Regions from separate parts of the Pan troglodytes genome. Here region 1 is linked to region 2. The links are chromatin contacts, called in public HiChIP or PLAC-seq maps. All regions are on one chromosome and are shown on one strand. The core of a region is the stretch at or near the end of the contact, and the rest is flanking DNA. Distances in the headings are between cores, read along the strand shown.

Region 1 (5,141 bases), core at 2,059-4,558, 130 kb before region 2:
AGCCGGGTATGGTGGTGCATGCCTGCAATACCAGCTACTTGGGAGGCTGAGGCAGGAGAATCACTTGAACCCAGGAGGCGGAGGTTGCGGTGAACCGAGATTGCACCACTGCACTCCAGCCTGGGCGACAGAGCAAGACTCTGTCTCAAAAAATAAAAATTAATTAAAATAAAATGAAATAAAATAAAATATAAAGAAGCAAGATTAAAGACTCAAAAGAGAAATCAACTTTGTCCCTTTCCTCTCACTTTCACTTTTCCCAGCTTGAGGCCAGGCATGACCTCCTACCCGAAGCATTTTCCAACATGAAGAGAAGCTATGGACAGAGAAGGAGGACAGGGGACGAATATACTGTTGGAGTTGTCAGCGCCAGGAACAGGAGAAGAGGGGATGACGGAGAGGCCCTTCCAGGCTCCAACGTGTAGCACCAGCCTTGGAGGGCTATCGTGGGCTACCCTGTCTCCCTCCTCCAGGGAGCCAGCGGGGGGGGCCACAAGGGGAAGGAGGGAGGGGTCCCTATGTGGGACCCCTGTCATGGTCAGAGCCACAGGATGACCCAGCAATGGGAGCAGCCAGCTCTGAGAAGTTGGAGGGCTGGGGGCTGTGAGAGGCAGGCAAGGTTAGAAATCCACAAAGCACAGGCTGTACACAGTTCATCAGACTCAGACCCAAGGAACTAAGGCAGGAGTTATTTTCCTAAAACAGATTAGTGTCCAGAAGTCAAAGATGAGGGAGTGGAAGGCCAGGCATAGTGGCTCACACCTATACAATATAATCTCAGCACTTTGGGAGGCTGAGGTGGGAGGATCACTGGAGGTCAAGAGTTTGAGACCAGCCTGGCCAACATGGTGAAACCCTGTCTCTACTAAAAATACAAAAATTAGCTGGGCATGGTGGCAGATGCCTGTAATCCCAGCTACATGGGAGTCTGAGGCAGGAGAATCACTCGAACTCAGGAGGCAGAGGCTTCAGTGACCCAAGACCACGCCAATGTACTCCAGCCTACGTGACAGAGTGAGAATCTGTCTCAAAAAAAAAAAAAAAAAAAAAAAAAGGCCAGGTGTGGTGGCTCACACCTGTAATCCAAGCACTTTGGGAGGCCAAGGCGGGTGGATCATGAGGTCAGGCGTTTTTAAGACTAGCCTGGCCAAGATGGTGAAACCCTGTCACTACTAAAAATACAAAAAAATTAGCCGGGCGTGGCGCGGTGGCAGGCGCCTGTAATCCCAGCTACTCAGGAGGCTGAGGCAAAAGAATCGCTTGAACCCAGGAGGCAGAGGTTGCAAGCCAAGATTGCACCAGTTTGCTTTCTTATATGTTGTAGCAGCCCTGGGAATAATTAACCCTCAAGAAGCCAAGTCTTGGCCAGGCGTGGTGGCTCACATCTATAATCCCAACACTTTGGGAGGCCAAGTCAGGAGGATTACTTGAGGCCAGGAGTTCAAGATTAGCCTGGGCAACATAGCAAGACCTACAAAAAATAAAAAAGCCGACCATGATGGCATACATCTGTAGTCCTAGCTAATTGGGAGGCTGAGGTGGGGAAATTGCTTGAGCCCACGAGTTCGAGGCTGAAGTGAGCTATGATAGCAACACTGCACTCCACCGTGGGTGAGAGACTGACACTGCCTCAATCAATCCATCAATAAAAAAGAAGCCAAGCCTGGGAGGCTGAGGCAGGTGAATGGCGTGAACCCAGGAGGCGGAGCTTGCAGTGAGCCGAAATCGCTCCACTGCACTCCAGCCTGGGCGACAGAGCGAGAGTCCGTCTCAAAAAAAAAAAAAAAAAAAAAAAAAAAAAGCCAAGCCTCTGATCTTTATTTAGAAAGTGAAAAACTTACTGAATAATGCTTCAACAAACAAAACAATAATTTAAATGCTTACACTTAAAAAAAAGGCTTGCACTTTGCAAATGTGGGCTCTAAAAGTTGACTATGCTTAGTTATGAGGAGTTTAAGGAACTTAACACGCCCTAGAAAAGCTTCAAAGAGTTCCCAGAAAGCATAAAACCCTCAGCTGAGAAGAAAACAGAGCTTTTTTTCCTGTGACTTTGAACAAGTCCCTCAAATCTCAGGCGCCCAGTCTATAGGCACTGCCTGGGCAGTATTACGTCATTACACCCATCTTTTATTTTTCACTGTCTCCCTCCTGCCTTTCTCTCGCGCGCACACTCCTTCTGTGGATTTGTGAGGCTCAGCCTTTCTTCTCTCTTCCCCATTGCCTGAACTTTAGGCCTCTTTGCTGTCCCGCAGGACCATGGCTCCCAGCCCTTCTGGAAGTCACTGAGCTAAAGACGAGGATGACCTTCCTCTGGTGTGGAGATGGACCTGAAGCCTGCTCCCACCGCGCGCAAATCACCCCGCCAGACCCCCCTCACTCTCATCAGGGCATTCCTCTGCTCAAAAACTTTCCGTCCCCCGCTTGAAATCTGGCTAAGCCTACCCATCAGACCTGATTCACCACTTGGTCCTCACTCGGCTGTTTCTGAAATGCCTAGCCTCTGCTTCCGGCCTCCACTGGTGCTGTTCCCTCCACTCAGAACCCTTTCCTTTCAACCACTTTCCTCCACCTATGCAAATGCTATTCAATGTTCCCGGCCCGGTCAAAGCTCCAGGGAACTTCCTCGAAGGCCCCAGCCTGTATTCCAGACCCGCCTTCCCCACAGCCCACGGCATTTCCCTGCGGACTTCTGCTGTGTAGCCTGTGTTCCTTGACGGTGTCCTGCGTGAGTGGGGGCAGCGGGTCTATGAAGTCACTTCTCCTCTTGGAAGCTTTTCCTGACCACCTCCCTTCCCGCCCGGTCTGGGAGCCCTTCTGCAGCGCGCTCGGCCCTGGGCCCTCCCCGGCCCCCATCACCTGCATCGCCGGTCTCCTGACTGTCATTACCCCGGCCCGACGGCAAGCTGCCTGGGGCAAGGGTGGTGCCTGACTCACTGCCCGAGGTGCCCCCGGCCCCGGCCCGGTGCTGAGAGTGTGTTAACTGCCTAGAGTAAGCGGGGCCGGGCATGCGGCCGCCGTTCCCCGGGCTTGGACGTCCAGGTCTAAGCCTCGGGCCGGAAGCACCTCGCGAATCCGCCCGGGCCTGGGTGGAATGGAGCCGGCGCGCGGCGGGCGTCCTCCCAGGAAGGGTTAAGCCACCTCTCCCCCATCCCGAGAGGCGAGGGGGCGAGTCCGGCAGAAGGTCCTGTTTACCGCAGCTCCGCGCGGGGCCGGGCCCTGGGAGAGGGGTTGCCGTGGCAACCGGCCGGGCGCCCGCCAGCTGCGGATTAGCTCACTGGGCCGGGCGGGATGGGTCGGGAGGAGGGGGCGCGCGTCGCGCAGATCGTCGCGGAGCCACGGCAGGAGGAGGCAGGGGCCGCGGGCGAGCCTGCGCTGGGCCGGCCGAGGGAAGCGCGCCGCTGGGGCCGGGGGCGGCGGGGACCCCACGGGAGCGCGCGCGGCGGGGACCCCCAGGGGCTTGTGGGCTGCCGGGGGAGGCTCGGCGGACAAAGGGGCGGAGGGCGGAGGGCCATGGCGTCCCCGGCACCCGCCGCCGCCCGCCCCCGAGCCGCGCCGCCAGCCGTCCCGGCCCGCCCCGGAGCCCCCAAGATGCGCCCCAGAGCCCGCGGAGCCGCCGCCCGCGGGGAGGTAGGGCCGGGCCGGGCCGGGCCAGGGGGTGCAGGGTCGAGCTGGGGAGGGAAAGGGGACGGAGGAGGGGACGCGCGGGGGAGGGAGGAAACGGCTTGCGCGGCCCGAGCCCTGACGGGGGAAGCGGCTCTGCAGACGGGAGTCTGAGTTCCCGCCTGGTCCCGGGACTGTGCAGAGCGCGATCCAGGCGTTCCTCCCGGGCTCGGGCTGACTCCCAGGACTGAGCCCGGACGCCGCCGTCCCGCGCCTCGGGGACCTGCAGAAAGCCGGTAGACCCCCGCCCTGCGCCGTGCTGGGTCCCTCGGGGCGCGAGTGTGAGTGTGTGTGTGTCCGCGCGCTTGTGTGTGTGTGCGCGCGCTTGTGTGTCTGTGTGTGAGTGTGTCTGTGCGAGTGTGTGTGAGTGTGTGCGTGCGCGTGCAAGCGCGGGGCATCGAGGCGGCTGAGCAGCCGGGCCCCCCTCACAGCGGTCAGCATTTGCAGTCTTGGGAAAGCAAGAAGGTAAAGATGATTGAATGGTCTTACTTCTTCCACTTTGTCCCCAAGGGTGGAGTTGGGAGCAGATGGAGCCCAGGGGAAGTCTGGACACAATCGTATTAGGAGGGTCACAGAGAGCTGGGTGAGACCACGGAGTAGAGCCAGACCTCAGCCGTGGAATCTTGTCATGGGGGGCCTGGGACAGGAAGCAGGAAACTAGTCAGGGCTCTCCAGGGGCGTAAATTGGGCAAGGGAAGTGCAGTGACCCTGCCTTAACCAGCTGGTGCTGACTTCCAGCTGCTGTTCAGATGCGATTCAGGAATGTGACTTCCCCAAGGTTCCAAATGACATCGGACAGTAATGGGCTGGGGGTAACAGAGTTGTAATAGGCGTGCTACAGTAATCTTGTTAGTAAACTCTTAAACCCTCTGTGGTTACCACATAAAAGAAGAGAAAGAAATCCCTTCTCCTTACATCATCAAATATCAGATACCAAAAGAGTGGAGTAGAAAGTCTGGGTGGGCAGCGTGGGACGGAGCAGAACTCCGAGAGGAAGTATGTGTGAGTGTGCGAGTGTGTGCGTGTGTGTCAGAGACGGTTTCTGAGGCCTGGTAATGAAAAGGCTGGCGGGAGGCTGGCCTCCAGTCCTTTCGTTTGTTTTTTATTTTTATTTTTTTGAGACGGAGTCTTGTTCTGTCGCCCAGGCTAGAGTGCAGTGGCGTGATCTCAGCTCACTGCAACCTCCGCCTCCTGGGTTCAAGCGATTCTCCTGCCTCAGCCTCCCGAGTAGTTGGGATTACAGGCGCCCACCACCACGCCCAGCTAATTTTTGTATTTTTAGTAGAGACGGGGTTTCACCATGTTGGCCAGGCTGGTCTTGAACTGCTGACCCCAGGTGATCAGCCCGCCTCGGCCTCGCAAAGTGCTGGGATTACAGGCGTGAGCCACTGTGCCTGGCCTCCAGTCCTTTCATTCTGGAAGATTAATAAAATCCTGTGTCATGTATTCTATTCATCCCCTTACACAGCTCTGTGTGCTAG
Region 2 (5,336 bases), core at 1,249-3,748:
AGAAAGAGAGAGAGAGAAAGAAAATCACTGAATATGTAAGATCTGTGCATGTTTTTGCATGTCAATTATTTCTCTTTTTTTGAGACAGGGTCTCACTCTGTCGCCCAGGCTGCAGTGCAGTGCCATAATCTTGGCTCATTGCAACCTCTGCCTCCTGGGTTCAAGTGATTTTCCTGCCTCAGCCTCCTGAGTAGCTGGGATTACAGGTGGGGGCCACCATGCCCAGCTAATTTGTGTACTTTTAGTAGAGATGGGGGTTTCACCATATTGACCAGGCTGGTCTTGAACTCCTGACCTCAAGTGATCTGCCCGCCTCAGCCTTCCAAAGTTCTGGGATTACAGGCATGACTTACTGAGCCCCACCCCCCTGTTTGTTTGTTTTTTTCTGCAGATACATTGGCTGGAAATGTAAATTATTTCTCAATTTGAGAAATGTAATTGAAAAAAATACTGGGGGAAAAAAGTCACCTCATCAAAAAATATCATTAGGAGAGTGAAAAGATATGTCATACACTGGGGAACAATATTCGTAACACATATAGCCAACAAAGGATTAGTATCTTTTTTTTTTTTTTCCTTAAGACAGGATCTGGCTCTGTTGCCCAGGCTGGAGTGCAATGGCACCATCACAGCTCACTGCAGCTTGGACCTCCTGGGCCCAACCCCACCTCAGCCTCCCAAGTAGTTACAAGCACACACCACCATGGTTATGTATTTTCCTTTTCCCTTTTTTTTTTTTTTTTTTTTGAGACAGAGTCTCACACTGTTGCCCAGGCTGGAGTGCAGTGGCGCGATCTCGGCCCACTGCAACCTCCGCTTCCCGAGTTCAGGCAATTCTCTGCCTTAACCTCCTGAGTAGCTGAGACTACAGGCGTGCACACTATGCCCAACTAATTTTTTTGCATTTTTAGTGGAGAGGGGGTTTTGCCATGTTGGCCAGGCTGGCTTCAAATTCCTGACCTCAAGTGATCCACCCACCTTGGCCTCCCAAAGTGCTGGGGTAGCAGGCATGAGCCACCTCACCAGGTCCCCCAAAGCATAAATTTTTAATTAATATTTATGTGCACAGGAGTTCATAGAAAATTGAAACTCAAAGAAGGTCACTTAGACTCTGGGGCTTATATACCATTTTAACAAAAGAAAGGGGTTTGGGCTTCAAGGGTTGATTGATTACTTGTGGGAAAGTGACTAGGAATACAGGAGAAACTAACGGCAGACAAGGGTTATTTTCGTCAGGCTTGTTTATGCAGACTCACCCTGCTGCCAGCTCTCTGTCTCTGGTGATAAGAGCGGCTCTCCTCTTTCTGGTACAAGAAGGGAGTTGCCTTCACAAGGGAAATTCACGCCACCTTCACTGAGGGAAATTTCTGCTCTGTTCTTAGTTGGCTAAGAGAAGGGCAGAGAACCTTCTTGTATCTGTTGATCCTCAATTGCTTTCAGCTGAAAATAATCCTATGCCAAAGTGCATCTCTTGGGGGTGGCACAACCTGATCCCCTTTCATTTGAACTGTGTGCATTGCTTAGAAAAAGCCATAATTTTCAAAAAAAAAAAAAAAAAGTCATCATCCCCCTTTCATGTTATGTCAAGCCCAGCCAACTGGCATCTTTTTTTTTTTTTTTTTTTGAGACGGAGTCTTGCTCTGTCACTCAGGCTGGCATGCAGCAGCATGATCTCAGCTCACTGCAGCCTCTGCCTCCCGGGTTAAAGCGATTCTCATGCCTCAGCTTCCCGAGTAGCTGGGATTACAGGTGCGTGCCACCACGTCAGGTTAATTTTTTTGTAATTTTAGTAGAAACAGGGTTTTACCATGTTGACCAGGCTGGTCTGGAACTCCTGACCTCAGCTGATCCGCCTTCCTTTGCCTCCCAAAGTACTGGGATTACAGGTGTGAGCCACGGCACCGGGCCCCAACTGGCGTCTCAATGGCAAACTGATTGTCTTGGCCTTTCCTGGGAGAGGGGAGGAGACTTATGCCAGCCATTACTCCAGACTCTTATCTTCCCTGCTGGGGGCCAGGGCACCAAAGGGGCCGAGAGGTACAGGAGAGAGTGAGGCATGGAGCAGCTGCATCAGCAATGCCACCTGCTTACTGTGGAACTTGGAACATGACTCCTCTCCTACCGGCCTCCCGTTCCCCCATCTGTACAACAGAAAAGATCTCTCCTGTCTCCAGCCTTGTCTGACACCTGGCACACCTGTGGCTATACCCAGGATGGGTGACCTGGAAGCCTGGTCCAGGGCCTTCAGCTGATGTTGACATTGTCAGATTCAGGAGACGGGGGGAGGTGGAGCCCTGTGCAAAACAAGGGGGTGCCTGAGGAGGGAGGAGACGAGAGTTAGCTGTTGCCCCCATGTCTGCCAGGCAGCTAACAGCTGAGCTGACCTTAATGTCAGGGCATGCCTCAGCTTGTCTTAACAGCTATTTATAGCTCGGGTGCCTCCTTATTTGGTAGCTGACTGCACTGCAGTCTGTGGCCTCTCTCCACAGGGATGCCTGCCTTCCTGACAAGCAGCCCAGGCTCCTGATGCAGTTCTGTCTCCTGCAGCCTTTACGCAGAACAGGCTCACATCTGTGTGAGCTCTGTGTGAGCCTTACCTATTCCAAATGCCCTTTAAAGCCATTTACATAGCCGTTACATGTTTAATTGTGTTAAAATACACATAACATAATCCCAGCACTTTGGGAGGTCAAGGCGGCCAGAGGATCATTTGAGGGGCCAGGAGTTTGACACTAGCCTTGGCAACATAGCAAGACCCCCATCTATACTTAAAAAAAAAAAAGAAGATAATGGGGTTGAGGGTGCCCTCTGTGACTGGCCAGGGGTTTGGAGGTGATCACTCTAGCCTATTTACTCTCACCAATCCAAGACACCTGCTAACCCCCAGAATCTTTAAAGGACCAGTCTTTCCACCCTGTGATGCATTTGGGGGCACAATGGGTACCCGTCTCTCCTCTCCCACCCATTATGGGCTGAACTGTGTCCATCCCAAAATTCATATGCTGAAGTCTCAACTTCCAGCACCTCAGAATGTAACCGTATTTGGAGATAGGGTCTGGAGGAGGTAATTAAGTTAAAATGGGGGCCTATGGGTGGCCTCTAATCCAACATGACTAGTGTCCTTAAAAGAAAGAAAATTGGGGCCAGGTGTAGTGGCTCATGCCTGTAATCCCAGCACTTTGGGATGCTGAGGCAAGAGGATCACATGAGGTCAGGAGTTTGAGACCAGCCTGGCCAAGATGACAAACCCCCATCTCTACGTAAAAAAAAAAAAAAAAAAAAAAAAAAATAGACGGGCGTGGTGGTGCGCGCCTGTAATCCCAGCTACTAGGGAGGTTGAGGCAAGAGAATCACTTGAACCTGGGAGGCTGAGGTTGAAGTGAGCCGAGATTATGCCACTGCACTCCAGTCCGGGTGACAGAGTGAGACTCCGTCTCAAAAAAAAGGAAGAAAGAAATGTGGACACAGACACAGAAAGAAAACTGTGTGAGGATATGGGGAGAAGGTGGCCATCAACAAGCCAAGGAGAGAGACCTCAGAAGAAACCAACCCTGCCAATCAGCACCTTGATAGCAGACTTCCAGCTTCCAGAACTGGGGGAAGATGAGTTTCTCTTAGTTAAGCCACGTTTGTGAAACTTGGTAATGGCAGCCCTAGCTGACTCCTGTGACTCCCCTCCTCTGTTCTCTGATTTTACAAAGAATATCCTGAGCTGGATTCCTCCTCAAACTTGATTTTTCGGGCAAAGAGAGGTTCAAATGGCAAAGCATTGGCTGGGCTTTTGAGGCTCACCCTCCTCAATCCTCCACAGCACAGACACTCCAGGATTCCCGGGACCTCTGGACAGACACCTCTTCCCACAGGCCCCTGCTGCTTTCTCAAGGAGCCAATGTCACCGCTACCCTTTCCTAGCTCTGACGGCCATCCAACTTGCCCACCTCACACGGGTCCCACCTCAAACCAAGCATCCCAGGCCTCATTTTAGCCATGAGGATTTCCCCAGTACAGGCGGTGGCCAGTGAGGCAGCATTTCACATAGACACATGTCTATGTAAACACATTTAGCATAGACCATGAATCAAGACACCATGCTTCACAGGCCTGAGTCCCACCCCTCCCCAGATCACAGTCCACCCCTAAAAGAATTATCCATTGAGATTCCACTCAACACATGTTCCTTTAGTACCGTCTATGGGCCGGAGACTCCAGCAAGCAATGGCACAAGAAAAACGACCCATTCCTTGTCCTCAGGAGACATCCCACCTAGTGGGGAAGATTTTTTTTTTTTTTTTTTTGAGACGGACTTTTGCTCTTGTTGCCCAAGCTGGAGTGCAATGCCACGATCTCGGCTCACTGCCACCTCCACCTCCCAGGTTCAAGCGATTCTCCTGCCCCAGGCTCCCGAGTATCTGGGATTACAAGCACGTGCCACCACGCCTGGCTAATTTTTTGTATTTTTAATAGAAACAGGGTTTCACTATGTTAGCCAGCCTGGTCTCAAACTCCTAACGTCAGGTGATCTGCCCGCCTCAGCCTCCCAAAGTGCTGGGATTACAGGCGTGAGCCACTGCGCCCAGCCGATTTTATTTAATTTATTTATTTATTTTAAACAGAATCTTGCTCTCACTCTGTCGCCCAGGTTGGAGTGCAGTGGCGCGATCTCAGCTCACTGCAACCTCTGCCTCCCAGGTTCAAGCGATTCTCCCGCCTCAGCCTCCCGAGTAGCTGGGAATACAGGCGTATGCCACCACGCCCGGCTAATTTTTGTATTTTTAGTAGAGATGGGGTTCGCCATGTTGGCCAAGCTGGGCCACGGCTTGGACAAGCTGGGTCTAGGTTCTACTGCTCACTACACAGTAAGACGATGACTGAGACTATAAGTATTGCCAAGAAGAAGGTTTTAATTGGTGTTGTAGTCGGGGGTACAAGGGGTGCTGCAGCCCAGGAGATGGGAGCTCAGTCTCAAATCCGTCTCCCTGATGGACTAAAGGCAGGGATTTATATAGCAGGGAAGAAATGTAACCATGTGTTGAAAAAAACAGGAACTAGGGAGGGGTAAGGAAGCAATCATGATGAATGAGGGATCACACATCACATTGTCTGGACATAGTGATCTGGTGAATTTCAGTTCTTTGATACTTTTTTTTTTTTTTTTTTGAGACAGAGTCTTGCTCTGTTGCCCAGGCTGGAGTGCAATGGGGTGATCTCCACTCACTGCAACGTCTGCCTCCCAGGTTCAAGTGATCCTCCTACCTCAGCCTCCCGAGTAGCTGGGATTACAGGCATGTACCACCACGCCCAGCTAATTTTTGTATTTTTAGTAGAGATGGGTTTTC

What was found. HiChIP or PLAC-seq counts read pairs in DNA pulled down with a chosen protein or histone mark.
Region 1: an H3K4me3 HiChIP or PLAC-seq map of stem cell-derived excitatory neurons shows a contact between it and region 2, with 2.9 times the contacts expected there. The contact joins the promoter of DENND2A here to the enhancer-like site in region 2. A contact is called at or near these places in 4 of 7 Hi-C or Micro-C datasets (blood, induced pluripotent stem cells and stem cell-derived neural progenitor cells), 1 of 1 datasets of contacts at active chromatin or transcription factors (stem cell-derived excitatory neurons) and 1 of 1 other capture datasets (stem cell-derived neural stem cells).

Annotation. Positions count from the first base shown.
Region 1 is chr6:155,994,726-155,999,866 of NHGRI_mPanTro3-v2.0_pri, reverse strand. It overlaps DENND2A (DENN domain containing 2A), which reads left to right and starts at 3,308. Exons shown (of 20, transcript XM_016945474.4): 1 at 3,308-3,627. LOC112209813 (a long non-coding RNA gene) reads right to left here and starts at 3,307. Exons shown (of 5, transcript XR_008536285.2): 1 at 2,857-3,307.
Region 2 is chr6:155,860,098-155,865,433 of NHGRI_mPanTro3-v2.0_pri, reverse strand. No RefSeq gene overlaps it. Among named protein-coding and RNA genes, the nearest start is that of MKRN1, 25 kb to the right of the region's middle. Within about 2 kb of position 2,498, at least 7 of the 24 cell types and tissues checked have an H3K27ac peak or open chromatin away from gene starts, as enhancers often do. A contact at or near this core is called in induced pluripotent stem cells, stem cell-derived excitatory neurons, stem cell-derived neural progenitor cells and 1 more, where this site is marked.